2 separate regions of the Hordeum vulgare genome follow, and region 1 is linked to region 2. A link is a contact called in public Hi-C data. All regions are on one chromosome and are shown on one strand. The core of a region is the stretch at or near the end of the contact, and the rest is flanking DNA. Distances in the headings are between cores, read along the strand shown.

The links. A called contact is a pair of places that touch in the nucleus more often than the background predicts.
Region 1: a contact with region 2 is called in a Hi-C map of leaf, with 2.7 times the contacts expected there. The contact joins the promoter of LOC123403739 here to the promoter of LOC123403160 in region 2. A contact is called at or near these places in 3 of 6 Hi-C or Micro-C datasets (leaf and seedling).

The regions. Positions count from the first base shown.
Region 1 is chr6H:502,109,272-502,113,076 of MorexV3_pseudomolecules_assembly, reverse strand. LOC123403739 (pentatricopeptide repeat-containing protein PPR5 homolog, chloroplastic) reads left to right here and starts at 2,112. Exons shown (of 2, transcript XM_045097653.1): 1 at 2,112-2,538; 2 at 2,829-3,805. The coding sequence starts at 2,354. TRNAW-CCA (a tRNA gene) reads left to right here and starts at 1,894; the gene lies at 1,894-1,965.
Region 2 is chr6H:501,942,446-501,946,329 of MorexV3_pseudomolecules_assembly, reverse strand. It overlaps LOC123403160 (tRNA (carboxymethyluridine(34)-5-O)-methyltransferase), which reads right to left and starts at 2,047. Exons shown (of 3, transcript XM_045097120.1): 1 at 1,952-2,047; 2 at 628-1,774. The coding sequence starts at 1,682.

The sequences.
Region 1 (3,805 bases), core at 863-3,362, 170 kb before region 2:
ATAAGCTAACTAACTAATGTAGTCAGTCCTATCCTATTTTCTTGAAAAATCAACCCGTCCATTGTTAATTTCACCATGATGAGAAATTGAGCGGGACAAACAAAGAAAAACAAAGAGGCTACGTGAATTGATCAATGGAGTGTTATCTTATTTTACTCATGGGGTAGAGAATGTTGGATCAGATGACAAACTGAAGATGGTGTTCCATTCTCTCTCTCTACAACAATGCAATCTTACATTCAATACATTCATTCATCAACAAACAAATTCTCACAAAACAAAATTTCTTGCCGGTGCTTGGCACACGGTTGGAGGCATGGGGAGGGGATCTCACCAGATGATGAGTTCCTGTCGGAGGAGGGGATACGATGAGGGAGCAAGGGTTAGGCGCCTCTATCTGGCCATAAGGAGTCGTCGTTGCCGCATCATAACCTCAGAGTTTCCCGTGTGAGCCATGGAGGCCCGCCTTCACCTTCAAGTACTTCCCTCCGCCGCGCCTTATTCGCACGCCGCCGCTGTTCTGCATTGAGCAGATGCATCATCCCAAGTCGATGTAGCTGTCGCGTTGATTTGATCCAGAAGCTGTGCTCGAGTGCCGAAACGGTGACAACAAGCAGGCAGAGGTACGACCGCGGAGGCGGGTGGGTTGAGATCGATAGCAGTGGTGGTTGAGGTCGGCTGCGGCGGCGAGTGGTGTGGCAGCGGCCTGGGCACAGGCCAGGGTGGACCAGGGTCGACGCGAAAGCGCTCGAGCGGCGCAACGGGGGGAGTGAGCGGGGAGAGGTACAACCGCGGAGACGGGTGGGTTGAGGTCGACAGCGGTGGCGGTTGAGGTCGGCCGCGGCGGCGAGTGGTGTGGCGGCGGCCTGGGCACAGGCCAAGGTGGCCCAGGGTCGACGGGAGGAGGCGATGCGTACGGGTATAATTTTTGCAGCGAATCGTTTTTTCCTTTTGCGTTGCAGATAAATTATGGAGCACGGGTTGAATAACAAAAATTACAGGGGCTTTCTAAGGGCCCGTGCGTTGCAACGGGAGAAAAAAAATACCACACGCTTTTAATCTTTTTATAATTATTTGGATTTATTCAAATAATGATGGATCGTGGGTTGAATAACAAAAATTACAAGGGCTTTTTTATAAAAATACCGCGATGGGTTTTCCGACGAAAGCAATAGCCTCTTTATTATTAGGTATAGATTATAGCAATAGCAATAGCAATAGGGCTCATGCGTTGCAATGAAAGAAAGAAATACCACACGCTCTTAATTTATTAAAAATGGTCTATAATCTGAGAATTTGTAGTTACGACACAAATAAAGATGGTCTTATCCTACAAAAAATGCAGTTCAAAATTTCACAGGTCTTCTATTTAACACGACTTGCATGTAGATTTAATACTTAGAAAGAATCAGTCAAGTGACCTTCAGTTTCATCTCTAATCCTGATTTTGTTGACGTGTTCATCTTCAACCCTGATGAGTACCGGTATGAAAGAAAGATGAATAATGACTTATTTATTAAGATTGCACCCTAGATAATATTTTTATTAAACGTTTAACAGATAAAATAATATCATATTTAAATTCTACATATTTTTGTAATCAAATTTCATATGTAATATGTTAAATTTGGAGTTACGGTTTAAAAGATATGAGTATTTTAAAAACATTTAATATATACTACGAGTTTAATGTCATAAACAGTAAGGGCTTTTTTTAAAATCACCTCGGTGGGTTTTCGGACGGAAACGATAGCCTCTTTATTATTAGGTAAAGATTAGGTATAGATAGATATATAACTTAATTAATTAACATGATTAGGATAATATGTAGCTCAATTAATACTGACTGTTGTTAGCATGATATTAAACTTAATTAATGAACATCAGCACGCCGGATCCGTGGCGCAATGGTAGCGCGTCTGACTCCAGATCAGAAGGTTGCGTGTTCGATTCACGTCGGGTTCAATACCCCCGATCCCTAATCCGGTTCCTTTTTTAATCTTTTTGGCATTTTAATCCCACGCAAAATCCGCCGTCCATCTCCCAAACCAAACCATCCCAGCCGTCCAAAACCTCCTAATCCCCTCCTTCCCCTATCCAGAACCCAGAACCTCTCCCTCCCCCAGCGCTGCGAATTCTCCGAGCACGCCCTCGCCATTCCCCGCGCTCCAATGCAACTCGAGAAGCCCACCCTCCATTGATCCCCGCGCGGCCCAGATGCTCGCCTTCCCGGGCACGTCGACCACGTGGCCGCTGCGCCACCCGGCCGCCGCCTCCCCGCGCCGCGTGGCGGTGGCGGCCGCGCCCGCGGGTGCGCCGGCCAGGGGCAAGCGGCGGCGGGCGGGCGCCGGGGATGGGGAGGCGGACCCCGCCGCCGAGGCCGCGGAGCTGGTGCGGTTCTTCCTGCGCAGGACCGACGGCGGCAAGGACCGGCTGGTGTCCGTGCTGGACCGCCACGTCAAGGTGGTCCGCACCGAGCACTGCTTCCTCCTCTTCGAGGAGCTCGGCCGCCGCGACGGCTGGGTCCAGTGCCTCGAGGTGAGCCAGTGGTCTGCTTCACTTGACTTCGATATCACACCTTAATTAGGATCTCTGCAGACTAGAATTCGAGAAAAAGAAAATTTAACAATCGGAATTCTAGATATGAGCTAAATCCAGTGTCTTGCTTAATTTAACATAAGGTACCTTGATTTAGGAGTGCTCTGAAATTCAAGATATGATTTCAGTTATCCTTGTGGGCTAAACATTTCATGATTTCTGAGGCTGATGTTTGTTGTAGAAAATTATGCTCATTCTGTCTAATGCTTCGTGCTCTGCTAGATTTTCAGGTGGATGCAGAAGCAGCGGTGGTACGTCGCTGACAACGGCATCTATTCCAAGCTGATATCTGTGATGGGAAGGAAGGGGCAGATACGGATGGCCATGTGGCTCTTCTCCCAGATGCGCAACAGCGGGTGCAAGCCGGACACTTCGGTATACAATTCCCTCATCGGTGCGCACCTGCATTCACGGGACAAGAGTAAGGCTTTGGTGAAAGCTCTCGGCTATTTTGACAAGATGAAGGGCATGGAGAGATGCCAGCCTAATATCGTGACGTACAACATCCTCTTGAGGGCGTGTGCTCGGGCTAGTGACACGAAGCAGGTGGACATCCTTTTCAAGGATCTCGATGAAAGCATAGTCTCTCCAGATATCTACACATATAATGGAGTGATCGACGGGTATGGGAAGAATGGCATGATTACAGAGATGGAGTCTGTATTGGTGCGGATGAAAAGCAAGCAGTGCCGCCCAGATGTGATCACATTCAACATACTCATAGATTCGTATGGGCGAAAGCAGACATTCGACAAGATGGAGCAGGTGTTCAAGAGTTTATTGCGATCCAAGGAGAGGCCTACCCACCCGACTTTTAATTCCATGATTACAAACTATGGGAAAGCAAGGCTTAGAGAGAAAGCTGAGTCTGTAATTGAGAAGATGCAAGAATTGGGATTCAAACCGAATTATGTGACGCAAGAGTGTCTCATCAATATGTACGCATATTGTGATTGCGTCTCAAAGGCCCAGCAGATATTTGATGAGCTTGTAAGCTCACAAAGTACTGTTCCCCTATCTTCGTTGAACGCAATGCTTGATGCCTACTGCATGAACCGCTTGCCTATGGAAGCAGATCGGCTGTTGGATACTGCGATTGAGAAAGGTGTAGTGCCCAGTGCTTCCACATATAAGTTGCTTTACAGGGCATACACCAGGGCGAACGATAAGATGCTTGTCCAGAAGCTGCTCCAGCGGATGAATAAGC
Region 2 (3,884 bases), core at 798-3,297:
AGTTAGCGCTATGAAGTAGAAAGACTCTATGATACCTCTAAGTGTCGCGGATTTAGTACTAAATCAGTACAAATTTTGTACAAGATCAACGACACTTATTTTGGCATGCTACTTTCTGTCTTTGTTTAATGGCTCATAATGCAGTAACATGATAATGGTATGGAACCAAATGAGCCATAAGATGGTAGCAATAGGTCACCCTTTCTGGAAAATCTTTACTCAAGAAAGATACAACAAAAGAGGTCACCCTTTCTGAAACTGAAGAAAGATACAACAAAAGAACGCCATAGCCATCAAATCGCATGTATAGCTCACATTTCCCAATTTGTCGCGCAATTGTTTGCCTAACCAAATGAGCATGTTGATATGCACAAGTGTACTGTATGGTACTATCTAGAGTAAAAGTTGCATCATGTGTGACATCTCTGAACAAATAAATATAGGATGATGTGACTTAGCTGTCAAGTTAACGCTATGAAGTAGAAAGACTGTATGATACCTCTAGTATGGTGATTCCAAAAACATGACATTATTTAACATCTTCACTTGTGCAGGTTCACGAATAATAAGAGGACTAAAAGAAAAGAAGCATTTTTCATGTGAATGTTCAGGTTAAGAAAACTCCACCTTTGAAGTTCTCCTTCGACAAAAATGTGATAATAACGGTTGTAGACCACAGTACCCTTCTTATCATCTTTCTTTGCCAATCCATTCTGTAGAGCAGCAGCAGATGCACCGCCAATTTCTGCTCGGTGAAATGGTAGATGCCAAGGAACAAAGTACTCCTGCTGGGTTTTGTCATGCTCATCCATAATTAAGGTCTTATCCTCCAAACCATCAAAACTATTTTTCAGCCGATCATCCATTTGCTTGACGGCGCCCGTGTCTTCATCGGTCTCTTCAATGCTATCTAGCATAGTAGCAGATTTGTTACGCACCATCGGACTGCTTGGATCAACCCACTCTTCATTATACTTGTCGCACAAGGGAGTCCACTTGTTAAGAAGCGACCTGTCTTCCTGCTCCACAGCCCAAACAGTGATCAGCACAAGACCACCTCTCTTGACAACACGGATCAACTCTTGTATGGCTTTCCTCCGCCTGTCCTCGGTACTCAGATGATGCAACACCGCAATTGAAATTGCGGCGTCAGCAACGTTTTCCCTGTACGGGAGATTGACGGCATCGGCGACCAACACCTCGTGCCCCCTCCCAGCGCATATCTCTATAAGCGGCGGGCTTATATCGCAGCCTATGTAGAAGCACTCAGGATTGAAGCCCAAATACTTGCCGTTGCCGCAGCCGGCATCCAGCACGACGGACCCTGGCCTCAGCGCGTTGAGGAACCCCGCAACCTTGGGCCACTTGGCGAACCGTGTCGAGCTGAAGTGAGGGGCTATGGCATCGTAGACACGGTGCACGTACTTCTTCTCGATGTCCGGTGTGGACTGGACACCTGGGGAGCAGCCGTGGTCCTTCCCCTCGGCGAGTGGCGTGTCCTGGCCATCTGAATTTCCATCACCCGACCTCATGGTACAGCTGGGGCTAACAGTACTATTACCTAGGTAAGCTGGATCCCAACAAGAGAATTCTGCCCGATGAAGTTTCGAGCTACACGGATTGGATGCAGAGATGGCTCGGCGAGGGCTTCTTGTTGCTATCCTCGAAAGTATCTGGATCATACAATGATGAGTGCAGCTCGTCGACGAGTCCGCGAACACCTCCTGTCTCCCGGCGAGCCCCCGTCCGTACGACCCTTGCGGCCGCGGCGTTCCTGTCAAGAGTGCGTGAATTTGGTTACTCGAGCTGGTGAGCGCCTGAACGAATCACAGAAACCATACACACTTCAGGCGAGCAGATCTAGAGAAGAACGGAACCACGACGCCATACTCTTCTGCGAGCAGATCTAAAGAGGTGGGGGGGGGGGGGGGGGGGTGAGAGGAAGGCATACCTGCTGCCGGCGTGGCACGGCGAGGAAGGAGGCGGGGATGACCGCTCGGGCGTAGGCGCCCGCGGCGAGCGAGGAGGCGACTCCGGGAGGGTGGGAGCAGGGGCGGCTACCGGCGGCGGTTCGGCCTTGGATGGATGCAGGCGCGCGGCGGGGATGACGATTTCGGCAGCGCGAGGGGAGGGAAGGTCCACGGTGGGTTGTTGGATTGGGCCTTTCTTTTTTGCCGGGCATGGCCTTTATGCCGGTGTAGTGCGCGGCCCATCAGCACCACTAACTCCACTACCCACCTCTGAAGCAGCGAATCCTCAAAAAAAAAAAAAACTCTGAACCAGCGAACACTTACATTGGTGCTTTCCTTAAAACAAAAGCTTGACATTCGTGCTCGTATTTTTTAAGTTTATAATAGTAGGACTTTTATTGATGTGTGCTTAGTAAAAGAAAACGTTTGTGTTAATTCCGAGATGTTTGTGATCACTTCTTTAATTTCAAAATGTTATGTTGGCTCAGTATCTCGAAGACACTCATAGGGATAGAGTTTTTTTACATGATAATATGTGTCTCATTCATATCATAAACATCAGAGTGCAAGTCACGTAAGGACCGACATAACAAACTGAAAAGATAACAAAACATCATATCTGAGCTTGACACCAACGCCCGTCACCTGCCTTTGACATCACCACAACAGCCCCCAAAGAAAAGAACGACAGATCACCTCCTTACTCGAGCTTGACGTGGCTCCGTCGCTGATATGCACCTTTGCGGACCTCCAAGGTGGCTCACCAAAAGTGAAGCTCTTGTCGTTGAACAAATCAGACAAGGGTGTTACCAGGTAACACCCCGGACGCGTCATTGAACTCCAGATCTGACACCCCATCATGACTAAGACGCCGAAGGAGGTAACCATGGCTGCCATCCACGAACCATGAACCCAACACACGTTCCGTCTTTCAAATGTCATCGATGCAGACCACAGTCTAGTTCTGTTCCCCTGGAATATCTCCCAAGCTCCGTGCCGACGCTAGACAAACGTCGTCGCAACGGCGGAGCCCGAGGACACGGGTCCACCACGAGGATGATGCCACCGCCACGCGCATCTGTGCTTGAACAGACTGGTTTTCAAATCCATCCCCAACCATAGCACCATTGGTCTCGTCAGGAAAGGACACGAAGAATCTTTATTTAGCGATGTCATCGTCGCCACTAAAGTTAAGACGATGACCAACCTAAAAACCTAGACTGCGAGGACTAAAAACGATCCACGCGCATGGATCCGGTGACCCCCTCCCCCCTCATCACTGACAATCGAGGTCGCCGACGAGGGGGAGCCGTCGAAGGACAGCGTTGGAAGGTCGGCCTCTCCTGGCAGCGGCTAGGGTTCCAGCTGCTGGGATGCGAAAAAACGATTTGTTGGTTACTGGATTGTATAGGGGTAGAGTGTACGTGCGTGTATTTATAGAAATGAGTGTATGTGTATATGTATAAGCGTCCGCGTTTGTACCGTGTTTAAAAAACAACCTTCTCAACCAAAAACCATTACCATAGTCATGCGATTCTTACTTTCTCCCTCCAAAAAATTGTGTTTTCACTTTCTTTGCTTCCTCCTTTTTTTTTCTAAAACAGAACATACCACTCATTTCCCAAACAGGTTTAAGTTCAGAATAGTTGAACTTTTGGGGGGCTAAAATAGTTCAAATTTGAAAAACCACGTCAGTTATTTCCAAACAAAGTATATAAATGGGAACGCCTATACATTGGAACCTGAAATTTTTATTTGCATCTGTCACTTTCGTTCAGGGCGTCAGATCCTCATTGTATGGCCAATTTTTCTTTTTGCATCTGCCACCACTTACGTTCAGGGCGTTAGATCCTCATTGTATGGCCAAAAAGGCAAGAACAGATTGTGCACTGCTCATCTTCAATCCTTTCTTCT